Linked DNA regions of Mus musculus: regions 2, 3, 4, 5 and 6 are each linked to region 1. A link is a contact called in public promoter capture Hi-C data. All regions are on one chromosome and are shown on one strand. The core of a region is the stretch at or near the end of the contact, and the rest is flanking DNA. Distances in the headings are between cores, read along the strand shown. Region 1 holds the start of Pak4 (p21 (RAC1) activated kinase 4). Region 2 holds the start of Zfp27 (zinc finger protein 27). Region 3 holds the start of Zfp30 (zinc finger protein 30). Region 4 holds the start of Akt2 (thymoma viral proto-oncogene 2). Region 5 holds the start of Zfp790 (zinc finger protein 790). Region 6 holds the start of Sertad3 (SERTA domain containing 3).

What was found. Promoter capture Hi-C pulls out the DNA fragments that hold promoters and counts their contacts.
Region 2: a promoter capture Hi-C map of pre-B cells shows a contact between it and region 1, with 2.8 times the contacts expected there. The contact joins the promoter of Zfp27 here to the promoter of Pak4 in region 1. A contact is called at or near these places in 4 of 39 promoter capture datasets (the 3T3-L1 cell line, liver, neutrophils and 1 more), 1 of 115 datasets of contacts at active chromatin or transcription factors (astrocytes) and 1 of 9 other capture datasets (adipose tissue).
Region 3: a promoter capture Hi-C map of liver shows a contact between it and region 1, with 2.1 times the contacts expected there. The contact joins the promoter of Zfp30 here to the promoter of Pak4 in region 1. A contact is called at or near these places in 1 of 39 promoter capture datasets (liver) and 1 of 115 datasets of contacts at active chromatin or transcription factors (pancreatic cancer cells).
Region 4: a contact with region 1 is called in a promoter capture Hi-C map of liver, with 1.8 times the contacts expected there. The contact joins the promoter of Akt2 here to the promoter of Pak4 in region 1. A contact is called at or near these places in 2 of 39 promoter capture datasets (liver and pre-B cells).
Region 5: a contact with region 1 is called in a promoter capture Hi-C map of liver, with 2.1 times the contacts expected there. The contact joins the promoter of Zfp790 here to the promoter of Pak4 in region 1. A contact is called at or near these places in 1 of 39 promoter capture datasets (liver) and 1 of 115 datasets of contacts at active chromatin or transcription factors (astrocytes).
Region 6: a contact with region 1 is called in a promoter capture Hi-C map of pre-B cells, with 2.1 times the contacts expected there. The contact joins the promoter of Sertad3 here to the promoter of Pak4 in region 1. A contact is called at or near these places in 1 of 39 promoter capture datasets (pre-B cells) and 1 of 115 datasets of contacts at active chromatin or transcription factors (pancreatic cancer cells).

Annotation. Positions count from the first base shown.
Region 1 is chr7:28,595,130-28,599,560 of GRCm38.p6, reverse strand. Pak4 (p21 (RAC1) activated kinase 4) reads left to right here and starts at 1,377. Exons shown (of 10, transcript NM_027470.3): 1 at 1,377-1,526.
Region 2 is chr7:29,904,626-29,908,943 of GRCm38.p6, reverse strand. Zfp27 (zinc finger protein 27) reads left to right here and starts at 2,840. Exons shown (of 5, transcript NM_001037707.1): 1 at 2,840-2,890. Mir7668 (microRNA 7668) reads right to left here and starts at 2,435; the gene lies at 2,377-2,435. Zfp383 (zinc finger protein 383) reads right to left here and starts at 427. Exons shown (of 5, transcript NM_001243908.1): 1 at 293-427. The coding sequence starts at 299.
Region 3 is chr7:29,782,089-29,786,479 of GRCm38.p6, reverse strand. Zfp30 (zinc finger protein 30) reads right to left here and starts at 2,512. Exons shown (of 5, transcript NM_001360208.1): 1 at 1,579-2,512; 2 at 177-305. The coding sequence starts at 284.
Region 4 is chr7:27,589,615-27,594,390 of GRCm38.p6, reverse strand. Akt2 (thymoma viral proto-oncogene 2) reads right to left here and starts at 2,839. Exons shown (of 14, transcript NM_001110208.2): 1 at 2,512-2,839.
Region 5 is chr7:29,812,799-29,817,446 of GRCm38.p6, reverse strand. It overlaps Zfp790 (zinc finger protein 790), which reads right to left and starts at 1,375. Exons shown (of 5, transcript NM_146185.2): 1 at 1,158-1,375.
Region 6 is chr7:27,471,736-27,476,347 of GRCm38.p6, reverse strand. It overlaps Sertad3 (SERTA domain containing 3), which reads right to left and starts at 2,508. Exons shown (of 2, transcript NM_133210.2): 1 at 2,477-2,508; 2 at 1-208. The coding sequence starts at 205.

The DNA.
Region 1 (4,431 bases), core at 128-2,627:
GGCAAGCATCATTTAAGTGAATCTTTGGAGGGTGGAATTACCTTTTAGTCAGCCACCCCTTTTATAAATATGTACTGAGCATTTACATACCAATAATATCAAGGCTCTGGCTACGAGCAAAAAGCATAGTTCAAGGTCAGCCTGGGCTACGTCCTGAGACCCTGTCTCACGAAACCAAAACCAGCCAGCCAAACACAAAACCACAGGCGGCAAAGGAAAGGAAGCTTTGCCAGAAGCTGGCAAAGGATTTAATAGCACAAGGTAGGACATTTTGCCCCTTAGAGAACATAATGTTTGAGGAAAAACCCAAAGGAACCCTGGGAGTCAGGAGGATGCTTAAAGAAGAGAATCTTCCAGACAGAAGAAAAAGCCCGTGAAAAGAACCAGAGAAAGCCTGTTTGGGAAAACCTGTAGCCTCAGTCTCCCAAGGGGCTCAGCTGGGGAAAGCATTTGCCTAGAATTCTCTAGGGCCGGGGACTTCCCTAGTACTACTGCTTGCCTGTCCTGTATAAAAGCCCTAAGTTCAGTGTCTGATACCCAAATAAACAAATAAAACCCTCAAAATCCTTGATGAGAAAGCATTTTTAAATTTTTCAGTAAGACCTAATGAACCCATAGGTGGAAGGGTGTATTAGTTTATGGGCTTTGTTTCCGCTGTGTTTTCCATTTTGATTAATTTAAAAACACTTAATTACACTTATCCCTCTATTTTATGTCTATGGCTCTCTTGTGGAGGCTACAGATCAACTCCTGGGAATCAGTTCTACCGTGTGGGTCCAGGAGATCAAACTTCAGGCTCGGCAACAAGCGCCTTCTATCCACTGATGCATCTCACACACTCGTGATTGACTGACTTAAAAAAAAAAAAACTTATTTAAAAGATTAAGATCAAATAGTGTCAGATTTCCAGATTCGGACAGAGCTTCATTCAAAACTTGCTTTCAGTAGTCATAAACCAACTAGCATCCTATTAGCTTGTTTACCTGTAAAATGGGTGTTACAACAACAGGGTTGTGTTAACAGTTTACAGCAGAACTAGTCGCGTGCTAACAAAGGCATAATAAGTGCTTAAGAACTGTTTCTGGCCTTTATGTTCTCGTATTCCACTTTACTTTTTTGGGAGCCCGTGGGACTCTGCCACGCGAAAGTCGTTATTTCCCCTTTAAGAGGCGGAGTGGGCGGGGAGTCAACGATCCCGCACCTTTTCAAAACTTCCCAATCTCTGCTCTTCATTCTCCACCTAGCGGTCTCCGATTGGGCCACTCGCACCAATCAGTGGTTTTAGGGAACCCTGCCCGGCTCGCTGCCCCGCCTCCGAGTAGGCCCCGCCCATCACCCGGTCAGCTCCGTTGCCATGGGGACTAGTGGGCGGCGAGGAGTAGGGGAGGCCCCGGATGTTCATTGGGGATTCAACATGGCGGCGGCAGTAGCCGCGGCGGCGGCGGCGCGAGACCGCTGAGGGCGGTACGCGGGCACAGAGTTCTGGGCCAGGCAGCTAGGCCGCGAGCGACCGCGGCGCCAAGCCGGTAGGTTAGGGGGTTACCGTGCAAGGGGTTTGTGGCTGGGGGCGGGTGGGTCTGGGCACGCGCCGTGGGAGAGCGGTTATTCGGAAGGGGGCGGGGCCGGTCGGGTCAAAGTTCACTCTTGGAGGGGAGGGTCGCGTGGAAAAGGGTCGCGGGCCCAAAAATGAGGGAAAGGGGAGGGGACTGTCGCGACCAGTGGTTAGACCGGTGGAGGGGGCGTGGCCGGGTTTGAAATTTGTGCAAAGTTTGGAATACTAAGTGGGGGCGCATAGGAGGGGCTCGGAACGGGTCTCATAAAAGGGGGCGCTCAGAGTAACTTAAGAAGAGGGTGTGTCTGTCAGGGCTGGAGGTCACAACCTAGAGAAGTGGGCGGCTGCCCGGTCAAAGATTTAAAAGCCTCAACCGGAGGAGGAGGAGGAGGTGCTTGAGTTTTAGGTTTTGGGGGGGTGTCTGAGACAGCCCTTAGGTAGAAGGTACGAAGATAAAAATCTGACGGGTGAAGATGTTCTGGGAGGGCCAGAAACTAAAAACTCAAGTGGGGCACGTGCGGTGAGGAGGGGGACCAGGGACATCTAACAGAGCCTTCGAAAGTGTGTCCTGGTGTGTGTGGTGGGAGGAGAAGGGGAGCCCCTTCCCACTGATAATGAAGGCCACACACTGATAAAACACTGATGATAGGCTGGGCTTCCCTCTCCGCGTTAAAGCTCTGTGTATGTACTCATTTAGCGCGCAGTACAGCATCACTGGAGCCAAAGCTGTTATTAAGAAGCTAAGTGATTTGCCCCAGGTCAGCTAATGAAGTAAGGTGAGCAGCTGGGATTCCAGCTCCGGAGCTCTGTCCCAGAGTGCTTCTGTCTCCTGCTGCCTTTCACAAAATCTTGGTGCTGGTAAATGTTTAACGAGAGAGCGCGAGCGAGAGAGCGCGAGCGAGAGAGCGCGAGCGAGCGAGCGCACCGTGTATGCCTGGTCTTGTTTCATCCCTTATCTTGTGAGATGGGTGAGTTGGGTGTTAGAGAACACCCCTGTTTTCCAGGTAGAAAAAGTAATGCCAAGAAAGCTTTGTTAAGAGAAAGGAGCTTTGGTCTGCTACCTGCCACAGGGTCCACTTCCCAGGAGGTCTGTTCCTGGAAGCCACTCCCTGGGTGGGAACAGAGTGTCTGTTTAGCCTCCTTGGAAGGGTGTGACCTGGGAGGGGAGGTTCCACTGGGCCTATGGGAGTGGCATGCTGGTGGGTGGCCCAGAGTCCAGTGAGCCTCTGATTGGGTGGGTGTGACCTTAGGCGCTCTCTATTCCTGACACCACAAGCTCTCCCTGTGGCCTTCAGTGGTTCCCAAACGCTTTACAGTTTGAGCCTTGGTCCTCCTTCCAGGGTTTTGACCTCCTGTCAGCCATCTTTCCACTTCTCTCACTCATGCTTAGCCAACCGTGGGCAGCTCTTGGCTTTGCTTTCTTTGGCCTCCATGGGAGAGCCCATTCTGCCTTCTCCCGGTTCTTGGGGCCATATGCACTCCTGCTGGATTCTGGGCGCTTCTGGAGCATCAGCTGGCCGCAGAGTGTCTGTGTGTGTGTGTGTGTGGGGGGGTGTCCTCAGATACTGTAGCAAGGGGACAAGAGGCACTCAGCCCTACCCTCAATGCCTGCTTGGTCACTCCCATAGGAGCGTACTAAGACCAGCCCTCAGCCAAGGACACTGAGCCTAAATGGAGCAGGGACAGGGAGAGTGCCTGTATATGCTGGGTCTGTCCTGAGGTTCCTGTCCTTGGAAAGTCCCTCAAGGAAGCTCTGAAAGATGAGTAGGAGGGACAGGAAGGGACACAAGGTCAGAAAGGGCAAAGGTCCTGGCCTGCTAGTGGCTCAACCTGGGAAGGACCACGTATAGTAAGTGCCTCCGTCTCCTCCTGTGTAAAGTGGACCTAAGAACAGTGCTGGCTGTGGAGGGTAAGATAGGCACCGGGCAGCCTGGCATGCTGTGGAAGTACTAGTCTCATCGCTGCCTCCCAACTTTCTCCACAGCCAACCCACCCCCACCCCCACCCCCTGTCTGCACCCGACTGTGTCAGAGAGCTGGCATACTACCAGCACCAGATCTGTGAGGTCACCCAAATTCCCAGCCTTGTGGTGCCAGCTTGGCACAGATAAGGAGAGATGGGGGTTGTGCCGTTGGAGACCCAGTTTCAGGCCCCTGCCTTGTCTTTGGGTCCTGAGCAAGTGTTTTTATATTGACTAATTTTGTTCTTTATGTGCTATGGTGGGCTATCGAGAAAAGCAAGCTTTCAGTGTTAGGGAATGCCCAGCCCTCCTTGTCAGGCCACAGGAGTCCAGCCAGGGATGCCATCCACCCAGCACATTACCCCGCTCCATCCCAGCTTCCCTGAGGAACTGGATCAGCAAAGCCGCCGGCCGTCACTACCTAGAGGACAGCAGCCTAACAGATGCCGGCTCTGCATCAGCACCACCTGACCCACCCATTCCACAGATCCAGATCTGACCTCTGTCCTTTGAATGCCCCTGTTTGTCTCATGTCTGCTGCTGTTTCACTGTGCACAGATACAGTGTCATCTGAACATGTCACAGTGTTCTGCAGCCTTGGATGGTCCCCTGATTTCCATGCTGTTCAGTATTTCTTTCTCATGATCCATCACATAGGAGTCATCACGTTTTGGTGGCCACACGGCCAGTTCCTTGCTGAGCTGTCACTGTGCTGTGATGAATATTCTAGAATGTTTCCTTGTGGGCCATAGCCATAGTGTGTCTTGACTTACTCCTTGTGGTGGAGCTCACACTGGGCCCTGATGCTGGGGCATTACTCTCCTAGAGGTTGTGCCCAGCAGTGCGCAGAGGTGCTTTCATTGACCCACCTGCTGTGACTGTTGTGCCTTTGGCCACAGTGATTTCCTCCACCTAGACA
Region 2 (4,318 bases), core at 1,591-4,090, 1.3 Mb before region 1:
CTATCTGATATATCCCTCATACACAGGTGCTATACCGTTACACACAATAGGTCCAAACACATTGGGACACAATCACACACACTGCCACAAAGTTATTAATCACATATAATAAAGAAAACGTGCATACGTACACACACAGCTCTGCGCATGTTCACAGGTCATTGACACACCCACCAAAGAATCCTAAAAATCACAGCCACGCACTCACTGCGTCCTAGAGTCACTTAAGGTCACACTTAAACAGAGCCAAAGCCTCACTGCTGCTCATCCTGCTAGACCAGCTCCCACTGACCTGACATCTCAGATACTGACTGGTATTTCCCTTCAGACCCCAGGGCCGCAGCTTTGGAGCCTTAACAAGGGCCTATAGGCCGCTCGCCGTACACTTTCCCGTCCCCGGACGACGAGGGTCCCGCAGGCAAAAGAAGGGGCTGCCTAGCACTCGCGAACGCTTCTGGGAAATGTAGTCCGCGATTGGAACTGGCGGGGAAGATGGCATCCATTCTCGGATTTCCCGCCAGAGCACGGCCTGAGGCAGGCCGAGGAGCTCGTTCCGCATTTTCAATTTTGTGCGTGAAATTCCTAGACAGATATACAAACTCGGACAGAAACTCTTACAATGCATTGAGCCCCTTCCATGATAGGGGGCCAATCTCAGAGAATCACTGTATGTTTTTGGAGTAGGTTTGCACCGGAAGTTGTGTAGAGTCGCGTGTATTTCTGGGAAATGTAGTCTAAAAAAGGAACTGCGTGGCACTGGTCTCCTGGAACAAAGTTGTTGAAATGATTTCTGAGATACCACACCCTGAGTCTGGACATTTCTGGGCCTTGTAACTCACTGTAGGAATTTTCAGGATGACGACAGATTCTCCGTTTTACCCTTTTCTGTTGGCGAGGCTCAGCATAGGATTTATATGATCCATTTAGGTGGCATATAAAAAAAAAGAATGAATATTAGTTATTAAAATCTATCAGATTTAGGAAGAATTGTAAACGAGTGGTTGTTCCCGAATAGGTATAGGGTTCTGTTATAACGTAGTGAAAAAAATTCTCTTCGAATTTTTATTTATTTTGAGTCTGGGTCTCACTCTAGGCGGACTTGCAAGTCACTATGCAGACTTGGTTTGCACTAAACTCACGTAGATCAGTCTGTCTCTGTCTCACAAATGCTTGGACCAAAGGCAAGCTTCATCATACACTGGGTACACCGTTTTACTTTGGTGTTTATGGGACTCATTTCTATATAAATATTTCCTTTCTTAGCTGCACAATATTCTATTTTATGAGTTATGTGTATGAGTTTGTATATCTAGTCACACGTTTGTGGTTGTTACAGTAATCTCTAAATTAGTTGATTTTAATAAAGGAAATAGAAGCGTTTGTTTACAATTCTTCTCGCTCTCTCTCTGTCTTTTGAGACAGAGTGTAGCCCTTGGCTGTCCTGGAACTCACTCTGTGGACCAGGCTGGCCTCGAACTCAGAAATCTCTGCCTGCCTCTACCTCCCTAGTGCTGGGATTAAAGGAGTGTGCCACCATCGCTGGCTTGTTTTTCCTGTATTTGCCTGTAAAGGTCAGAAAGGGATGTTACATCACCTAGGGTTACAGACAGATTTGTGAGCTGGGAACAGAACTCCGGTCCTAGGCAGAGCAGTATAAGCAAGCATTGTTTGTTTGTTTGGTTTGGTTTTTTGAGACAGGGTTTCTCTTTATAGCCCTGGGTGTCCTAGAACTCACTTTGTAGACCAGGCTGGCCTCGAACTCAGAAATCCACCTGTCTCTGCCTCCCGAGTGTTGGGATTAAAGGCGTGCACCAGCACGCCCGGCCCTATTTCAGCTTGTAATGTCAGTCTTTTGAGCTTAATTAGATATTTAGAGGGTGAGCCATGGTATTAAATTAAGGCTTCATTTACACACTAAGGAGATTGCTATCCATTAATTATATTTTAATTTTACGTGCTTTTAATCACATGTTGGTGCCATCACGCCTAGCATTAAACTATTCTTTTTCTTACAGCTGCCTACTAGTTTACTTGAGGTGGTTAGAGTGGAGAATAACGGAAACGGATGGGCTTCACCCATGCATTCTTCTCTGTCCTTCCGACACCCTGACGTGAAGGGAGCTTCACGGCGGTATCTTCCAAGGGATTTATCCCAGATTCTACTTTATCTCCCAATGTGGTTTGTCTTGTTAAAGATTTTGACACTCTTCCAGTTGCTTCTGATACTGGTCTGATGCTCTTGGAGTTGCTGGTTTTTTTCTACCTTTTTCATGAATGGTTTTTTTTTTTTTTTTTACAAAGTGGATTGTACCACTTTGATTTGTCCCCTCATTTCCACATGGTTTCTCCCACAAGCCCTCTCAATTTTTTTTTTTTCTCCTCTGAATCCCCTGCACCGCATGGTTTCTTCCACAGAGAGCAGGTTATTCAGAGTGGCAACTAGGTTTCTCAGTGTTACAGAACTCATGACCCCGTGTCCAGAAGAACCTCCTCTTATCGGATGATGCTCGGACGTGGGCCACAGTGCTTGGGTCTACGTTCTTTATCTCATTCCGTGTAATCTGGCTGGATAGCTATTCCTCTGCTGTACGGAATGCGTAAATTTGAAAGATGGCGGCCTACGCGGCATCTCTGGGCACGACTATGTTAATCGATCCTCCTAAGGAATTGTGTACAAAGGATCTTGAAGCTATGTAAGCACGCTGTGGGTTATTGGAGTCCTCTGGCATCGGAGGTAATGCTGAGCATGCGCAGTACTAATAGCCCAGGGCCTTTTTTTTTTTAAGACCGGAAGTGACCTTGGTGCTTGAAGGTGGTTCCCTCCCCCTCCCCCTCCCCCGTGCTGCTTCCATTGAGTCTTAAGGGCAAGAAGTCATCCGAGATGATTCCGGTTGGTTTCAACTAGAATTCTGTGGAGTCAGTAGTGTGTGCCTATGTTGGGAGTTAGTGACCGGGTGCTGTCTGCTGTGTTGATGGTTGTCAGTGGCAAGGATTTCTCCGATCAATAACGGAACTCTGAGTTTTGGAGGAGGGAGGTCGGCCGGGTGATGTGTGATTGTGATGACAAGTGAGTGATGTTAGGGAATGTGATGAGTGGCTGAGGGTCTCGTGGGGTTTTTGATAAGTTTGCTTTCTAACCCCAAAGTTTAGCTTATTAATTTTTAGCCTTGGTTAATGTAATACTTTACATTCTTATGTATTTATATGTAGATTTTTTATTGTCTTTTAAATATAAATGGCTTTCTTTTTTAATTCGTTTTCTGTGATCCAGGAGTCATTTGGAAATGCATTTTCTGTTTCAGATAATATCTCTGGGTAGTGGTCTAGCTGAAAAATGTTTTATGGTCGATACCATAATCACTTTTCATAAATGCCACATTGCATAAAAATAATCGTTCCTCAATTGTGTTGTGTGTGTATGCTTATGTATATACATATATCGCAATATGTTGTGATATATATTAATATATTTAATCCCAGCACTTGGGAGGCAGAGGCAGGCAGATTTCTGAGTTCGAGGCCAACCTGGTCTACAGAGTGAGTTCCAGGCAGCCAGGGCTACATAGAGAAACCCTGCCTCGAAAAGCAAAAAAAAAAACAAACAAACAAACAAACAAAAAAACCACACACACACACACACACACACATATATGTATGTATGGATATATATATATATATATATATATATATATATATACACACACACATATACATACACAAATACACATATATATTGTGTGACCATCATATGACCTTACAGTTTTGCCTTTGTTTTGTTTTGTTTTTTGGAGCCCTGGCTGTCCTGGAACTCACTCTGTAGACCAGGTTGGTCTCAAACTCACAGAGATCCACCCTCCTATACCTCCAGATTTCTGGGATTAAAGGCCTGTATCACCACACCAGCAGACATTACAGATTTGGTTTTTAAATTTATTTATTTTATGTATATGAGTACACTGTAGCTGTCTTCAGACACACCAGAAGAGGGTATCAGATCCCATTACAGATGGCTGTGAGCCACCATGTGGTTGCTGGGAATTGAACTCAGAACCTCTGGAAGAACAGTCAGTGCTCTTAACTGCTGAGCCATATCTCCAGCCCCCTTAGAGATTTTTTTTTTTTTTTTTTTTGTCTGCTTAGTTGTGGAGGGATATTGCTCACAATGGAAATGTAATTTGTCCATCTCTCTTTGGTCCATTTCTGGTTTATATGTTTGAAGTTATATTGTTATCAACACTTATGTGTATTTTTACAAAATATATTTATTTTTTGAAGAGTCTATATGTATACAATGTATTTTGGTCTCACCAACCCTTAC
Region 3 (4,391 bases), core at 1,263-3,762, 1.2 Mb before region 1:
ACAAAGGAGGAGAGAACTAATTTCCAAAAGTTGGGGCCATCACACGTATGCCACAGCATGCATACGCCCCTATGTGCATGCGCACATGCTAAACATAAACAAATTAATATGTATATACATACATACAAACATACATGTAAAGTCAGAAAATATCAAGTACAAAGAAAGCAACTTACATGAGCCATGATTCCAGAATCGCAAGAACTGGCTTGTTCTTCCTCGAGGATCATGTCCTGGTGAAGCCGTTCACAGAGGCTAGAGCTGGAGGGAGAGGGTGCAGCCATGAGAGCAGAACTGTTCTAGAGCTTCCAAAATGTAAAAAAAAAAAAAAAAAAAAAAATCAATGTATTATCCCGTTTCTCCCTTCTTATACACAACCTGCCTTCCAACACACAAACTGAGAGGTGAGAGATAACTTATACAGAAACCAAAAACCTCCTCAAAACTACAGGGAACTCAGCTGCAAAATGTGGCTGTGAGACCTCAGTATGCACCAGGATCACCTAGAAGACTGCTTAAAACAGATTTGGGTAGGGTGGGTGGTCAGGTGGCTCAGTGGTTAGGAGCACTGGCTGCCGTTCCAGGGAACCTGAGTTCAGCAGTCAACTCCCACGTGGTCCTTACATTTGTTACTCCAGGTCCAGGTGACCGGACGCAGTATCCTGGCGTCCTCGGACACATGTAAGAGGTGCACATACATAAAAATAAATGTTACGAGAAAGAATGTGCTCTCCTGGTCTTTGTTGGCTTGTTTTTGCAGTCCTCTGAAGCCTGCAGTCCAGCCGGAGCTTGCTAAGTGCTCTAGCCCTAGCCCTAGCCCTGCCATTTCTCACCGGCACCCCCAAGAGATGCATCGGCCGCCGCCGCCGCTGCTCCAGTGCCACACAAGAATGACCAGTGTAGCCTGGAGAGGCCCTGAGTTCAATTTCTAGCAGTCGCACCGTGACTCACAGCCATCTATGCTGGGATCTGATGTTGCAGATCGAACACTCATATACATAAAATAAATAAATCTTAAATAAAAACAAAACAAAAAACCCGAAAAGTGTAGGGGCTTGAGGAAATGCCTCAGTGGTCCCTCCAGCCACCACCTCAATCATTTAAATACATGCTCGTCCTTGACCAATCACACATCAGACTTTAGCAGACATATTTCCGTATTAGAGAATCCTAAGAAAAACAGGACATCTAAATGTATAGCACGTGGGTGCTACATAACCATAGAACCGCAGGCGCTGCGCACTCAAAGAGGAATCCTGATTAAGTCTCTGCCCACTGAAAATGCAGGGAAATTCTCAGACCCAAAGCAATGAATAGTTCGCTTTTTTTTTTTTTTAAAGACAGGGTCTCAATGTAACCCAGGCTGGCCTTGAACACTTGGTCCTAGTGGAGTGGCAGTGACACCACTCACAGTTGAATAAAACATTTTCACAAACGTCTTTCAAAGGGAAGGAAATTAAAAAAATCCATACTCAAAACAACAACAACAACAACAGCAAAAACAAACAAACAAAAAACCAAAAACGAAAAACAAAAACTCAAGCATTTCACAGGAACACAGAAGTTCTAGAAACTCACACATAATCTCTGTTTTAAACAGAAGTAGTAGCTGCTGGCTTCTAGGGTCTCTTCTGAAGACTGGCAGACACTCCAGGCCTTGTTTCTTTTCTTTTCTCTTCTTTCCTTCTTCTTCTCTTTTCTTTTTCTCTCTTGCAACCCAACGTTAGGCAGTAGAGAATGACCTTGAGCGCCTACTCCCCCTGCCTCCACCTCCCAAATCCCGAGAAGTCAGGTGTATGCCACCACGTCCTCTGGCCTCACCCCTACGCTTTTCTGAAATTGATCAGAATCCCCTTCCAAGCTTCAGGGCTCCAGGCTGACCCCATCCGTATGATCCCAGCAAGCGAGATAGACTACAGCAGCCCACAGTCACCCGTGCCCGAGTTTGCTGCTTCGGCCACTCTGCTTCACCAGTTACCAGTCCGGGGCTGCCCAGCCTTAGGTCCGAGGTGTCCCCCGGTTCTCTGCTCCCCAGGCCCGCCGGGAATCTAAGGTTCTGCACAGGGTATCTCCACCGTGCAAGTCGCGGCCCCCGCCTTCCCTCTCGGTCCTTGTCCACAGCCAGGCCGGGGTTTAGGTGCAGCGCGTCAGCACGGCAGCTGTACCCACGAACGGGCCACCTGAGTCCCAGGGGTCCTCAGAGCGGGTCCCCGGAGAAGAGCGTAGGCCGCACGAGACCGGGGACCACCCAGCTGACGGGTATCCCGGGAGGGTGGGTTGCCAGCGCGGTCAGCGCTGCAGCGGCGGCACCAAAGTGCTACGGACGGGACCGTGGTACTGAAGGCTCTGGGACATCAGATCTCAAGCCTGAGAGTCCGACTGCCACTAGCTTCTTTGACTAGGTTCTGGGCTTCCAGCCCCGCGGAGGCTGCGAGCCAGGCCCCTAGCTCTTGGTCAGGGGAAGGGGGTTGGAGGTGGGGCTGTGTGTGTCTCTTTCTCGCTGCTTCAATGCGCATGCGCACAAGGGAGCCGCAGGGAGGCGGGGAGCCTTCGGTAGCATCTTGTGCAGGCCTGGACAGAGGGAGTTTGGTTCCAGGATCCAGGATTGGGCAGAAATGGCCAAGTCTTTAGGCCTACAGCAGTAGCTCTGGCGTTGAACAAACTAACCCCCAGATGCTTTGAGGTCCAGCGTGGAGCGTTGGCTGAACCACTTATACTAGTTTGGGCATCTATTGTTTGTTTTTAAAGCTGTGGTCTCTCTAAATGACCCTGGTTTTCTCTGTGGACACCAGGCTGACTTTGAAATTGAAGTGATTCTCCAGTAAGCTTCCTGAATGTGGACATTAACGGCACACACCACCACACCCCCGCCCTCTACCTGAGTTTTTTCTTTTTCTTTTCTTTTTTTTTTTAACCAGTTTTTCTTTCTTCTTAAATCTCTATTTGAGACAAACTCTCTCTATGCAGCCCTTGCTAGCCTGGAATCTGTGTAGACCAGGCTAGCCTGGAACTCTGAGATCCACCTGCCTTTGTTTCCGTGGTGCTGGAATTAAAGGTGTGCACCACCACTTCGGACGTGGTTTTCTTTTAACAAAGCAGGCTTGAGTTTTTGTTGTGGCTGTTGTTTTGTGGGTTTTTTGTTTGTTTGTTTGTTTTGTTTTGTTGTTGGTTTTTTTTTTTTGTTTTTTCGAGACAGGGTTTCTCTGTATAGTCCTGGCTGTCCTGGAACTCTGTAGACCAGGCTGACCTCAAACTCAGAAATCCACCTGCCTCTGCCTCCCAAGTGCTGGGATTAAAGGCATGCGCTACCACCACCCGGCTTTTTATTTTATTTTATTATTTTAGGCTTGGGGTTTTAGGCTTTAGCATGAGGAGAGGGGCTCCGAATGACGGCACCTGAAATCGCAGTATGGGCTTCTCTGAAAGAATAATCGATTGGGTTTTCATGTTATTCTTATGTTCTTGTGGTGGTTTGAATAGGTATGGCCCCATAGATTCATGCATTTGTATGCTTGCCCATGCCAAGTAGTGATTTTATGTGTGGCCTTATTGGAGGAAGTGTATCATCACCGTAGAGGCGGGGCTTTGAGGTCACATATGCCCAAGGTACACCACATCTGCCTGCAAGCCTCCACCTTTCCCGCAGGACGATGGTGGACTGAACCTCTGCAAGCCAGCCCCTATTAAATGTTTTCCTTTATAAAAGTTGCCCTGGTCATGGTGTCCCTTCACGGCAATAAAACCCTAAGAGAGTTATGTTAGAAAGAGCTTTCCTTTAGCCCGTTTAATTTAGTCTCAACAGCACATATGCATAGATTCTTAATGAGTTATAGTTAATTTAATTCTTTTTGATGCCTATTTTTTTCCCAAGATTTGGTTTGTGGGGGCCCCTTTAGCCTGACATTGGTGGGCTGTTTATTTGAACGACAGCCCAGGCTGGCCTGGGACTTGTGATTCTGCTGAATCAGCTTCTCCATTCAGCTGGAATTACAGGTATTAGGCACCACCCTGGGTTATTGGGTAGCTTGTCTTCTGATAGGTTTCTAACACTGATGAGGATGATGATGATTAGTATTATTAAATATTATAGCATTTAATAATTGAGGGGTCTGGAAAGGTGGCTCAGTGCTTAAAGGACTGACTGCTCTTCCAGAGGACCCAGGTTCAGCTCTCAGCACTAACATGGTGCCTCACAATTGTCTGTAGCTCCAATACCAGGAGATGCAATGACTTCCTCTGGTTTCAATGGGCAACTGGCAATGCATGTAAGCAAAACATTGATTCACATAAAATACAAGACAAAAAAAACTACAGAGCAAGGCCCTGTTTCAAAACACAAGAAGGTGCTGAAGAGACAGCTCAGTGATTAAGAGCATGCTTTTGCAGAGGAC
Region 4 (4,776 bases), core at 1,590-4,089, 1.0 Mb after region 1:
TGTCCCCAGCACACATGTACTCAGGGCTAAAAGAGGTCTTATTCAGTTCTGTCCCCCAGTTTCTCCCGAAAAACCTGAAATGCTGAAACTTTCAAGTACAGGAACATCCAAAGAATGCAGACACCCAGAACCAGGCTCAAGAGGGCAGAGAGCACTGCAGCCTGGGACCTCTGCGTCTAAATCCCAGCCTGGCTTCCAAGGGGTCTGATTCAGACCTGGAAAAAAGCACCTTCTCCTTCAGGCTGCAATTTCTAATTTTGCTTCAACAAAAAGAAATAAAATGCTATATAAAGCCACAAGCCCAAAGCTGGGCACAGAGTAGTTAGTCGCAAACAGAAGCCACAATGGCTCAGTGCCTTGGTTGCCTTACCTGTGACCTGGGCATAACATTCCTACCTCACTGTTAGGTCTCTATAAAGTAGACAGAACGATAGGTACACAACTATAATATTTGAAACTTACATGAAGCCATCCATGTGCAAAAGGCCTATCATATCCCTAGCATGATAGGACTACTAAATAGCACATACTACCCACTATCACTTGAAATGGTGCAGCCCTGTGACTCGGTTTCCTCAACTAAAAAGGACAGCATGACAACAGAGTCTGCTACTCTAGACCGCAAGGCATCCTCCACAGTGTGTGGCACACTGAATGCTCTGAGTGAAGGTCAGCTATCAATTTCACGGTCATTACTTTTATAGCGCCTGTTAACTCTATCAGGCAAACCTTCTGAAAGCTCCTTGGAGAGGTCGAGAAGCCCATCCCTGGTGGAGAAAACCCTAGAGGACACCCACTGCCTGCACCTTCTCTCTGGGAACCACGCCGCACTGAGGCCGGCAAGCACGGACACCAACGCTGTAGATCAATGGCTACTGTCTGTTCCCTTGACCATATCACCAGACTTGTCAGCTAGGTCAATCAGGGCCTGCAGCCAATCCTCCAGGAAATTTAGACCTAGGACAAAGGTTACAGGGCAAGCCAAGATCACAAGCTAGCCTAAGGAGCAAGGACACTGGCCACACACTTCTGGGGTTCCCTGCTTAGGGACCACAGTAAGAAACTAGGTCTGTGAGGAACCTAAAGCAGTCCCAAACACTATTACGTAGCCTTTCTCCCTAGGTCAGACCAAGCTGGATAAAGTACACTCCCCTCCAAGTACCCTTGGCCTCTGCAGAGCGAACAGCTGGGAAAACAGCACTCAACCTCACCAAGAGGCCAACTGTTATCACTCAACTAGTAGGAGCGTAAACAGGACTCTAGATTGAGCTGGTAACAGGGAGGCACAAGCAGCCACGTGGCCAGGGCTGGAGAAACGTGGGCCCCTTCACATCCATATCCACGACACCAGGCAGTACCTGAACTCTCACCTGCATCTCTGAGGAGGGAATAGTAAACAGGCTAAAAATCAGCCTGACCTGAACCTATGGTTTTCTAGCAGGGGGAGGCCTGTCACCAGGTGCCAAAAGTTCTCCAAATGAGAGAAACAGGGGCCCCAAATTCTGAGAATAAAGATGCCCCCCCCCCACTTCGCTCTAGAGAGCTGTCCCTTAAAACACACCTTCCGCCCAAAAGGTGACAGGCAGGTCCAGAGGCACTTCTCCTTATCCAAGCCCGATAGCCCCTCCCTTTCCTAGTAGGGAGCCAGACTAGAGATCAGAAAACTTCAGTGACTTCTAAAACACATCTCCACCCCCGGAAGCAAAGAACTTGCCAAAGGATGTCCCACACACCTTAAAGAGAAATAATCTGAGAGGGTTCTGGAGTGGTGAGTGGACAACCCCATGATAAAAAGCAGCCCAGTAACGATCCCGTTTTCCCCAAAGTCATAAAGAAGTTCAAGAAAGGGTGAGCTGAGTGTAAACGCCCACCCCTGCATATTACAGGAAGAGAAAAGCGCTCCTCGCCCACTCAGTATCACACCCCTAAAAGTACGCCCCTTAACACTCACTCGGGCCTCCCAGCACCCTGTGCCTCAAAGATGATAAACATCACAGCCCTCCACCCGACCCTGTTCTCCTCTAAGTACAAAGACTGCTCTCTCGTGTCTAGGTGGTACTACCCTGACTGCCCCAACACGGCCACCCTGGGCCCAGACCCCTCTCCAGAAGCTCCCATCCCTCTAAGTGCACTATAGGAACGGCTCCCAAAGCACCCAAGCGGCACTTGACACGGTGAGCGCCTCAAAAGCTGGACAGGCTGGCACCACAGAGAAGGAGCTGTCTCCCCCGATGTCCCCGAGGGCAGCCCCCAGCCCGCACACTCAGAGAGAGCTCCCCCCGCCGCCGCAGTGGTATGGACCACGGCACCCGCCCCGCGTCCCTCTGGGTTTGTCCCCCCCAGCCCCGCAGCAGGCGCCCCCACTCCGTTCCGGAAGAGGGGGGGAGCCTCCAGGTCCGTGGTCCCCGCCAGGCGGGCACGGGTGGTACGGCCCAGCGAGGCCCCACGGGGGGCCAGGACGCGACCATCGCGGAGGGGAGGGCGCTTGGGGACACGCGCTGGCGTACTCACCTGTCACCGGCGGCCGCCCAGCCTCTCCGGCCGGGCTCTACCCCCGCCCATCGCCACGCTGAGCTCGTTCCCGCTCCTTATTTATGAACTGGCGGCAGCAACGGCGGCAGTGCTGGCGGCGGCGACGCCTTCTCGGAGTCAGGCCCAACGGCTCGCGCAGCGCGGGCCCCCCCGCCCCCTCCCCCCAGCCCCCAGCCCCCACTCACAGCCCCCTCCCACCCGCTGGCCGGAAATACCGCCTTTTCCAGCCACAAACAGGAACTGACGTAGTAGACCAAGGGAATGGCCTCAGAAAACATCAGACCGCAAGCGCAGGAACTAGGAGGCAGGCAGGCTCAAGGCAGCGCGCCTGCGTACTTTAGGCACCCGTCACGTTAACTTTTTATTTATTTATTTTTTTTAAGAGCCCCGTTCTGAGCTGGGGGGGCGGAGGGGGGGGTAGCATTACACATGCGCAGTAGGACACCAACAAGTAGGCTTTCCCCGAAGGCCCAGTGATTACTTCCCGGCAATCAAAGGGCTTTATTTACATATGCTTTGATCTTGTTTTATTCTTCTCTTTCCTGCCTTCCTAGTTCCTAGACCAGCGGTTCTTCACTTGGGAACCTCTCACAGGGGTTGCCTAAGATCATCGGAAAATTCAGATATTTACATTATGATTCATAAGAATAGCAAAATTAGTTATGAAGTGACAACGAAAATAATTTTATGTTTGGGGGATCACCACATGAGGAACTGTATTAAAGAGTCACATTAGGTAGACTGAGAAACACTGTCCTAGACTTTCTTTTTTTCTTTCTTTTTTTTTTTTTTTTTTTTTTTAACTTAATGTATGAGTGCTCTGATCTGCAGGCCAGAAGAGGGCATCAGATCCCCTTATAGATGGTAGTGAGCCACCATGTGATTGCTGGGACTTGAACTCAGGACCTCTGGAAGAGCAGTTAGTGTTCTTAACCGCTGAGCCATCTTACCAGCCTGACTTTTTTTTTTTTTTTGGTTTTTCGAGACAGGGTTTCTGTGTATAGCCCTGGCTGTCCTGAAACTCGCCCTGTAGACCAAGCTGTCTTGAACTCAGAGATCTGCCTGCTTCTGCCTTCTGAGCAATAGGATTAAAGGCCTGGCCTGCCACTGCCAGGCTCCTAGATGCTTACTTATAGAGACCCAAAACAAGTTAGTTAAGATCAAGCACAAAGCAGGGTATGGCAACAGGTCTGTTACTGCATCATTCTGGATGTTGGGGCAGGCCAGCTAGACCTTGTCTCAAAAAAAAAAAAAGATGTTGCACTCAAGCTTTGAGCCACATAACCCCACATTAGAATATCCTCTTCTGTAACTATGGGCTGACTTCTGTATCCACATCTCAAGAATCCACATCTTCAAAACACAAATAACCTTGGATTATCTTACGAAAACAGTTCTTATTAAACTGTGACTTCAAAATATTAATGTCACTTGCACATGATATATATCTAAATAAATGTGGGACTTATAATTTCTCATATGGAGTAACTTGAGCCCATGTAAGACTTAAAACCACAGAAAATCGCTCACAGAAAAAAAGGTATATAGGTTGCACGGCTGTAACCCACCTCTGCAGACCCTGAAACAAGAGGACTAAGAATTCCATGCCAGATTGGGATTCATAGTAAGACCTTGAAATTTCAAGGTTTCCCTTAATTATTGGGGATGGAGTAGATGCAAGTGAGGAGCCAGAGAGGAGAGCATCAGACTGGAGCTACAGCTTCTGACCACTGTAGTCAGCGCCATGGGGAGCTCCCAGCCAGACTCAAGTCCTTGCAAAAGCTGGAGGCTTTTTTTTTTTTTTTTTTTTTTTTTTGGTTTTTCGAGACAGGGTTTCTCGAGACAGGGTTTCTCCATGTAGCCCTGGCTGTCCTGGAACTCACTCTGTAGACCAGGCTGGCCTCGAACTCAGAAATCCGCCTGCCTCTGCCTCTGCCTCCAGAGTGCTGGGATTAAAGGCGTGCGCCACCACGCCCGGCTTGCTGGAGGCTTTTTTATTAGTATTTTATTTCAACATTAATGGGTGGCTGGGGGGCTTAGCAGTTAAGAACAACCCCTGATCCCCAGAGAACTGAACTTCAGCTCTCAGATCCCACATACCTTTTTTTTTTTTTCGTTTGTTTGTTTTTCTGTAAGCAGAGGGAAATGTTTTCGTTTTGGGAAAAAGCCATGTAGCCTTGAGCTCATAAAAATCCTCCTATGCCAGCCTAGGCAAGTGCTGGGATTACAGAGATGCCACTTTAC
Region 5 (4,648 bases), core at 126-2,625, 1.2 Mb before region 1:
GGGCAGGCTTATGGTACTGAGGTTTCTATTTAATTCAGATAAAGAAATGAGATGACATTTACCTTCTAAATCTGGCTGATCTGGACACACACCGTTGCGGCTGTGTCCACTGACTCTGGATGCTATGGACACACACCGCTGTGGCCGTGTCCACTGACTCTGGCTGATATAGACACACACCGCTGCGGCTGTGTCCACTGACTCTGGCTGATCTGGACACAAACCGCTGTGGCTGTGTCCACTGACTCTGGCTGATATGGACACACACCGCTGCGGCTGTGTCCACTGACTCTGGCTGATATGGACACACACCGCTGCGGCTGTGTCCACTGACTCTGGCTGATATGAACACACACCGCTGTGGCTGTGTCCACTGACTCTGGCTGATATGGACACACACCTCTATGGCTGTGTCCCACTGGCTCTTAAGTACTGTGTGCAGCTTGTTTTAATCATGGTGATGCTGCTCTCTGTAATAAACTTCCGTTTATCACCTTCTGGAGCAGGGCATGGTAGTTCACACCTGTTATCCCAGACCTTGAAAGTCAGGAGGACGGCCTCTGAAGGGTGACCAGGGCTAAACAGCAAGATCCTGTCTAAACAACAAACCAACAGAAACCACTTGACAAGAGGATCTGGAGTTCAGGTCAACCTTGGTTATAAAGAGAATTGCAAGCCAGCCTCAAAATCAAACCTTACCTGTGTCTCCTCAGGAACTCTCTAGAGAAGGGACGATGTCTGCTTGGGGTACCCTGAGCGTTAATAACGCCCCCCCCCAAAAAAAAACCACCCCGACTGACAAAACACTGTGTTAAAAATAAAAAGTCGGCTATATTGCCTGTAGATTGCCTACGCCGCACAATTAACTTACAGAAAAATAACAATGCTAATTAGTTATTATCAGCTATACATTTTCCCTCCCACAGACACTCCAGAAGACCGCACTTACTAATCGTAATTTGAAAAGAAAATGAGATTTAGGAAGCTTCCGCTATCTCTATAATCTCAGCCACTCCTGTACAGGGATCCATCCAGTCGAGACCCAATCCCCAAGAACCATTCGATCCGCATACAATGTCTCCTCCCCACAACAGCTCGCTCCACTCACAAAGCGCCACAGCTCGAGCCCAACTCTTGCTCACGCTCATTTTCCTTACCTCGCAGTTTCTCTGCCGTCCAACTCCTCCCAGATCCAGCCGCGCATGCAATCTAACCTCCCTATGCTTTCTCTCACACACGCTCAGGGCTGTCATTGCGTACTCTTGCACCTACAGGACGAGGCTTCCTCTTGGTCAGACTGCCAATGCTGGGTTGGTCTTAGCGCTGGGGTCCTACATTCCGGTCTGTGGCCCCAACTTCCAGCAGGAAGTCGAATTCGGAACAGCCTCCTTAGACAGATTTCCGCCTGGGGATTGGATGACTCAGCCTACTCGAGCCATGCGCCTCCGGTCACCAGCACGGCCTTGAACTACATTTCCCAGAATACCTCGGTTCCCTGGAAACTCGCAGTGCTGAGATAGTGCTGGGTCGAGGAGCCTGATCTAGGTCTATGAAGTCTTTCACCGCTGGGATTTCCTCACGATTCCGACGAATAGCCGAACACTTTGTATCTGTTGTTCAGGCCACAGCTTTCAGCCCCTGACATTTCCAGGCGTTGTATTTCCCTCTCCTGGGAGCCTTTTTTAAGGAGTGGGCAGGGTACTCCTGACAGGTTTGGGGAGAACTTTAGGGATAATGAGACGCCTTTGGTGCCAAGGGTTTGGATGCACCATCCTGTGCAGTGCAATGAAGCTGACTCCGGGAGATCCGGAGCTGTGTAGAATTGTTATCATGTGTCTGGGTGGTAGTCTAGGGGATATGGAGGCAGAGAGGATTCCTTGATTGGTGAGTATGATCGCATCCATTGTGTGTGTGGCTGGAGTCTGTGTGACCGTTTTGTGCCATGCTTTTTTTTTTTTTTTACCAGTGTGAGGTCCCTCGAGTGTGAGGTCCCTGGGCTTTTGTGTTTGTGAGCATTTGCCTAACTTTGGGAGCGTGTGAGGTGACCGACTGAGGTGTGACTGCTTCCCAGTGGACCTTTTCTAATTTCGGTAGAGGTAAGGTGAGGGTGGGGGCAACAGTGACTGTGATTGGCTCTCCCTGTTAAGGCTTCCGTGTGGGGTGGATTGTATTTTCGTTTGAGGCACCCATAGCTTTTGTGTCCCCGTGGTGTGGGATTAATTGGAGAGTCACTATAGGTGAGGCAACTTTGTACCTTTGTGACTCCAGCCAAGGGGACTTGTGTCACATCCTGGGGGTAGACTCTGTCCTTATCTACAGTCACCCTACTTTTGTCTGGTGTTTCCATTGCATAGGAAGCCCCTAGGCTTCTCTGATTTCTTGATAGGTGCTATGGCTGTTGGGCCAAAATGATCTCTGAAATGGTTGAATATGCATCTACAAGAGCCTAGTGTGTGTCACACTTTTTTTTTTTTTTAATTCCCGAGTTCTGTCCTGTAGCTTATGATTTCCTGACATCCCTTTACTTTTGTCAAGATGTGGCTTGTTTTCCTCCTGTTGAAAATTCTGGCCCATCCTGTGACTGCATTCCTGTAGTGTACCCTGAAGTGGAAGTTTAAGGAAATGTCAGGTGATGCAGACCCATGTGATATTTGGAGAGAGTATAAATAGGAGTCAACCCACAGTGACTAGTGTATAGCTAGCTTTGCATTGCTTTGCTGGTTTCAAGTCTTTGCTGATCTTTGCTTCATTGTACCGTATTAACTGCTCTTAAGTCCTTTATCATCCTCCATTTACCTGATTTCTTTTCTTTCACAACACAAAGGACAATTCCATGGGCTGGTAGACTCTTCTACATGTTGAGCCTCCAGCTGCTCTTATACCAGTTGTCCAAGCGCCTGCAATTTGTTGTTGTTGTTGTTATTGTTGTGGGCCATCTGCCATACTAGTCTGTTTAATAACCATTTTAGAGGCAAGGTTGTTGGTGCATCAGCAGTGTCCACTTTTATAAGTTTGGAAATTCAGTTGCTATGATGTCCTGTTTTGGATCATGGGCACAGCTTTTGACTTTTTTGATCACCTGTATTAATACCTTCCCCAGGAACATCTCCCATATCACACCTGGCTTCCTCATATGCTGTCCCTAGAACTGCAGAAATATTTATTTTAGTACCCCACTGTTGTAAAAGATCCCTTCCCCATAAGTTTATGAGTAGATCAGCCACATAAGGTCTCAACTTACCTGTTTGCCCTTCTGGTCTCACACAGGTAATCCATTGGACACTTTGTCTTATTCGTGATAACTTACCGATTCCTATAAATTGTGTGTAAACCTTCTGAAGTGGCCAATCTGGATTCCAAAACTTTTGGGAAAGTATATGTCTTAGTTAACATTTTATTGCTATGAACAAACCCTATGACCAAGGCAACTCTTATAAGGACAACTTTTAATTGAGGCTGGCTTACAGGTTCAGAGGTTCAGTCCATTATGATCAAGGTGGGAACATGGCAGTATCCAGGCAGGCATGGTGCAGGAGGAACTGAGAGTTCTACATCTTCATCTGAAGGCTGCTAGCAGAATAGTGGCTTCCAGGCAGCTAGGATGAGGGTATTGAAGCCCACACCCACAGTGACACACCTATTCTAACAAGACCACACCTACTCCAACAGGGCCACACCTTCTAATAGTGTCACTCACTAGGCTAAGCATATACAAACTGTCACAGTATACTAACATCAGCTTCTGTATCCACCAAACCTTCTATGGCACCACCATTCATTTGTACCATTAATTTGGGTTGCTGATCATTGATCATTGTTTGCCAGAACACACATTTTCCAGTACTCCCCAAAACTCCTGTCCTTTCTACTGGAGCAAGCAGCCTTGCCCTTAATGTAAGAAAAACAGTTGAGCAATTCTATCCCCTGAGTCAATTTGCATCTCCTTTTTCTCATATGCCATGATTTTTATTTCTTCCTTGCTATTCCCATCTATTTATACCTGGATGCATAATAAATCCTTGAGAAGTTAATCCACTTCTTCCCAAGATTATTCCCACTGTTCCTGGAGGTAAGGGACCATAATACATCAGTGGGTAACTTATAACATTCAATTTTTGTGGATAATGTAAGAGGGATATCTGTAGCTAGAGCCAAATCAGCACTTCTTTCTGTAGCATACATAAGATCAGAAATGCCTAATTTTGATTTTTCTGACTGCTTGGCACCTCCTGAATGACCAAAGAAAAATGGCTCGTATTGCTTGCTGTGGGGCCTTGAGATGACAGGCCCCTCTGTTTGTTTCCCGATGGCAAGAGGTTACCTCTTATGTCTCCCTTAGACCAGCAGACCGTTGACCAATGTTTGCCCATTCCACAGAGGCTGCAATACCCTGGAAGCCTCTGTGGCTCACAGCCACCAGAACCTGCTTGCTCTCTCCTACGATTACCGTATTCTCTAGAGTCATCGCACCTGTTATTGTGTGAGCTCTGAATCTTCTAGCCTTACAATTTCTTTGGAAATGACCAAATTCACCACAATTAAAACATCGAGCATTTTGATTCCTGATATTTTCAGGCACAATTTGCCCTATGATATTGGCATTATACTCCTGAGAACCCACACCAGTTGTTTCTCTTATCCATTCATC
Region 6 (4,612 bases), core at 1,259-3,758, 1.1 Mb after region 1:
CAGCCTGGAGCTGCTGGAGTGTGTTGTGGATAAGGACGTGCCTGCGGAGGCTGGGTGCTCTGGGGCCCAGGCTGCGCTGGACTTTGTCCAGAGAGATTCGGAGCAGGGCTTGCTGGTAGCTCCGAAGAGCTGTTGGACTCCAGTCCCACTTCTCCTCTTCCTCCTCCTCTTCCAAATCAGAATGTTTCCTCTTTAAGCCTCCCATGTCCTGTGAAAAAAGAGTGGAGTCAGATACCTTGGGACCTTACTTCTTCAAGCAAGCCTGTGTAGCTATGGGAAGCTTTTGTGTGTGTGTGTGTGTGTGTGTGTATGTGTGTGTGTATCAGAACCTCCATTTAAAGTGCACAGAGAATCCCACAAGGCTAAGAATGGGTAAATTAATGCATGCAATGTGATTGAGAGAACAAGATGCAGATAGGATTGCTGGGACTGGTAAGTGAGTGTGAGGAGGGGTGCACAGGACACAGAGTGGGAGCAGGTAGTAGTGAGGGTGGAGAGACTCCTGTAGCTGTCACCTCCTCTGTATTAAGGAGGCAGTGAGTTCAGATGTTCAAGGTCACCCTCAGCTAGGCAGTGTCTCAAAAATAAAAGGAGCTGGAAAAATTGCTGAGTGGTTACGAGCACTGTCTGTTCTTCTAGAGGATCCAAGTTCGATCCCCAGAACCTGCATGGATGGCTCAGGACTGCCTAAAACTCCACTTTTAGAGGATCCATGGCTTCTTCTGGCCTCCTTTGCCACCAGGCACACAAGTAGTGCCCAGACAAGCATGCAGGCAAAACATCCATACACATAAAATTTAAAATAGGAAAATGAACAGAAAAAAAAATTGCAGATGGTGTCCTATGCCATTAATTTCAGCACCCATCCAGGAGGCAGAAGCAGGTAGAGTTTAATATGGTCAGACAAACCTGTCTCAGAAAAACAAAAAAGCCCTAAAACAAATCACCAAAACATCCGGGCATGGCTTGAGTATCACTTGTCTGTGGTAGGCACAACGTTGAATTTACATTATGGTAATCAATTTTAACATTTGGAAAGTGAAAATCCTAACTCTGGTCTCAATAGATCTTGTTATTGTTTTCCCACAATACTTTTTTCCTAACAGGTCACAGGACAAACAGGTATGGAGCACAGAGTAATGGACCAAACCCAAACTTGAGACAGGGTTTCTCTGTATTGCTCTGGAACTCCCTATGTGGATCAGGCTGTGTCTCGAACTCATATCGTACCGCCTCTTCCTCCCTGAAGGCTGGGATTAAATGTGTGTGAGACGAGGCTTAGCTGGGACGTGTGTGTTTAAATTCTTTTTTTTTTCTCCTTTTTTAACAAGAATATTTCTGTCCGTACCTGCTTCCTACAATTGAGTCTATGACCTCTCAAAAGAGAGGGAGTATTTCCCAAACTCCGACCCAAAGGAAAGCCAGCTAGAGCGAAACTAACCACAAACTGCACCCTCTAGCGACCAGTCCAACCCAATCATCTCTTTTTATAGGCACCACCCTTCCCTGGGTCGCTAGACCAGACCCAAGAACACCTCAATGTATCCTCAGGGCCTTCTGGGAACTGTGGACCCAAAGGCTCCAGGCAGAGCTTCGGCTGTCGCGTTGGAACTACAATCCCCAGAAGGCCCAGCACACCCAAGAGACTGGACACGCCCGCCCTCTCTGAGAGCATGCGTACGGGAGCTCCGGCTGGTGGGGGAAGGGAACCCGGACTTCAGCTGCCCAGCGGCCGCCGAGCCCCGCCCTCTACTGCCTTCGGGGCGGTGAATCCGAGCTCCACGCCCCGAGCGCCCCTCCCCCACCAGGCTTCAGTCAGAAACCTGTTTTCTCTGGGTCCCTATCACCCCAGGAAGTTCTGGATTCTTCCCCAAACTGTCCTCGGTGTGCAGAGGTCCAAATCCCATCACATCGCCCAAAGACGACAAATAACTCTCGGGTACATAGTTCCGCCGGCGAAACTGGATATCCCAATTCTGAGACCTCGTCCCAAATCTCCCCTCATTCGGCTCCACTTTCAAATGACTCTGGCTTTCCAAATACCCAGTCCGGCTCCGAGACCCAGTCAGTGAACTCTTCCCCGGCATTCCCTTCTCACGACGGCGTCTCAGAATCCAATACTCGGTTCCTCTAGTTCCCGGGTTCCTCTAAATGCTTCATATCCTAGCCTTAAAACGCTCACTTTGTCCAGAACACCGTGGAACTCCAAACTCAGCCTATTCTTCGAGACTCAAACTGTCCTACACTCTCCTCCAAAGTTCTTTCTCCGTTTTCCTGGCTTCTCCAAACTCCAACTCCTGAGTAATCCTGCTCCCCCTTCGGTGCTGATGCTGGAATTCAGCCTTCCACCCTCCAATGTCCATCAATCACACCAATCTGCTCTCCACTCGGGATACCCCGCTTCCGCCTACCGTGGGGGCGCGCCCCCGTCCTCCTCTAACTCCAGGGAAATCTCACACAGGCGGCCACTCCTCACCTCGGCTGCCAGGGTCGCCACGACTACCTCCGACAAGCCTGCAGGGTTGGGTTCCACCAGTGCTGGGTAGAAGTCCGGCTCACTTTCCCCGGGCCTCTGGGTCTGGCTGGGGGCCACTCGGCTCCTCCCCGGAGGCCAGTCGCAAGCCAGGATTGGTTGGAATCCTGCCCGCCGCGGGGCGCCATTGGCTAAGAGGAGCCACGGATGCTAGGCCCCGTCCATCACTGGGCCGGGTCCGGTTTAGGTTGGCTACTGGTCAGGGGGCGGAGCGGAGTCTCCACGGTGGAGTCTGGTAACGCCGTCAGAACTGCTACTTTGGACCCAGCTGTGTTTCTCACTCCTCTGTTTCACTGCAGACCCCTTATACCAGACCCCACTGAAGAGTGACACCGGGTGACACCATTCTCCCCTCCCTGCGGTTTTGCAGGCTTGGGGCAGATGGTGGAGGCCACGCCCCCCGGAGTTCCGAAGGCTGGGTCAAACCGGAGGGCGGGGGGGGGGATGACGCACTAGACAGCAGCCAATAGCATGATGCGGCTTGCGTTGCCTGAACGACCGCAGCCCCGCCCCTTAGCTGGCGGAGCTCTGCTTCCCCACCCCCAACCCGTCTTGTAGGAGGAGTCTATGCTTAACCTAGAGGGGTCTGCTGCTTGTTTGGGGGAACCTCCTGGATCCCAGGCAACGCTTTCGTTTTCCGCATTTGTCTGCCTGTTGCTGTTTACTCTTAAAGACTGCTCACAACTCTGGGAACAAACTCAAACTTATTATTATTATTATTATTTTTAGTTTTGGGGATTTAACATTTGAGCATTTTGAACAAACACCGTAGAACTGAGCTAAGATTTAAAATTTTGTGTGTGTGTGTGTGTGTGTGTTTAATTTTGTGATATGGTTTCGTAGTGAAGGGTTAGCTTGCTCTTCACTATTTGGTCTCTGGTACCCTCCTTCCTGTTTTCTAGGACTCACTTTCGGATTCTTTTTGTTTTAGGCAGTCTCGTGAAGCAGGACTCCAGTGTAGACAAGGGCCTTGAAATTCTAATCATGCTTGGCTTCCATATTGCTAGTCCTGGAGCTGCAGGTGTGTCCCTAAAGAAAATTCCTTTTGCTTAGTTTTTGTGGTGTTGGGCACGGAACACCGAGGTGGTGCTAGCCAAAGTACTCTTATCACTGAGCTACATCCCCAGCCACTTTTTTGTTTGTTTTCTGAGACAGCGTTTTGCTGTGTAGCCTAAGCTATTCTGGAATCTTTCATCTTCCTGCTTCGTTTTTCTAGTGCTAGGATTTAGGCATTACCAGCTTGTCTAGCTTGCTTTCAGTTTTTCTAAGATGGCTTCCAATATCTCCTAAGAAATAAACACAGGGCTTTTCTCCCTTACCTTATTGCAAGGGTCCAATTCAAGGCACACTCTCAGCAGTGAGACAGCCAGACTCTCAAATGTTCTTCAGATGTTCTTGGTTTTGCTTTGTTTAGTTGTTTGTTTTTAATGCCTTTTTTTCTTTTCTTTTCTTTTCTTTTTTTTTTTTTTGAGACAGTTTCTTTGTGTAACTCTGGTTGTCCTGGAACTTACTCTCTAGACCAGGCTGGCCTTTGTCCCACAAATGTTGGGATTAAAGGCGCGGAGCCACCATTCTCTTGGTTTTGCTTTTTTTTTTTTTTTTTAATTTATTTTACACGTGTGAGTGTTTTGCCTGTATGTATGTATGTATGTATGTATGTATGTATGTGCACCATATACATACCTGGTGTCTACAAAAGTCAGAGGCATCAGATCTCCCGGGAGAGTTACTGACAGTTGTGAGCCACCACGTAGGTGCTGTGAATCAAACCTGGGTCCTCACTGAACCCTCTCTCCAACTCTTTGTTTTGCTTTCAAGTTGAGGTCTCATGTAGCCCAGGTTGGCCAGGAACTTATTTATTTAAAAAAATAGAACGTATTTATTTTGGGTTTATGTGTACCGTGACATGCATGTTGAGGTCAGGTGACAATTTGAGAGAGTCCTTCCAGCCCATGGGAGGCAGGGATGCAACATCAGGCCTGATGGCAAAGCACCTTTATTCACTTACTACCCCCACAGCCCTGGACCGCGATATGCATAGGTAGGCGATCTTAGACTCCGGAGCCTCCTGACCACAGT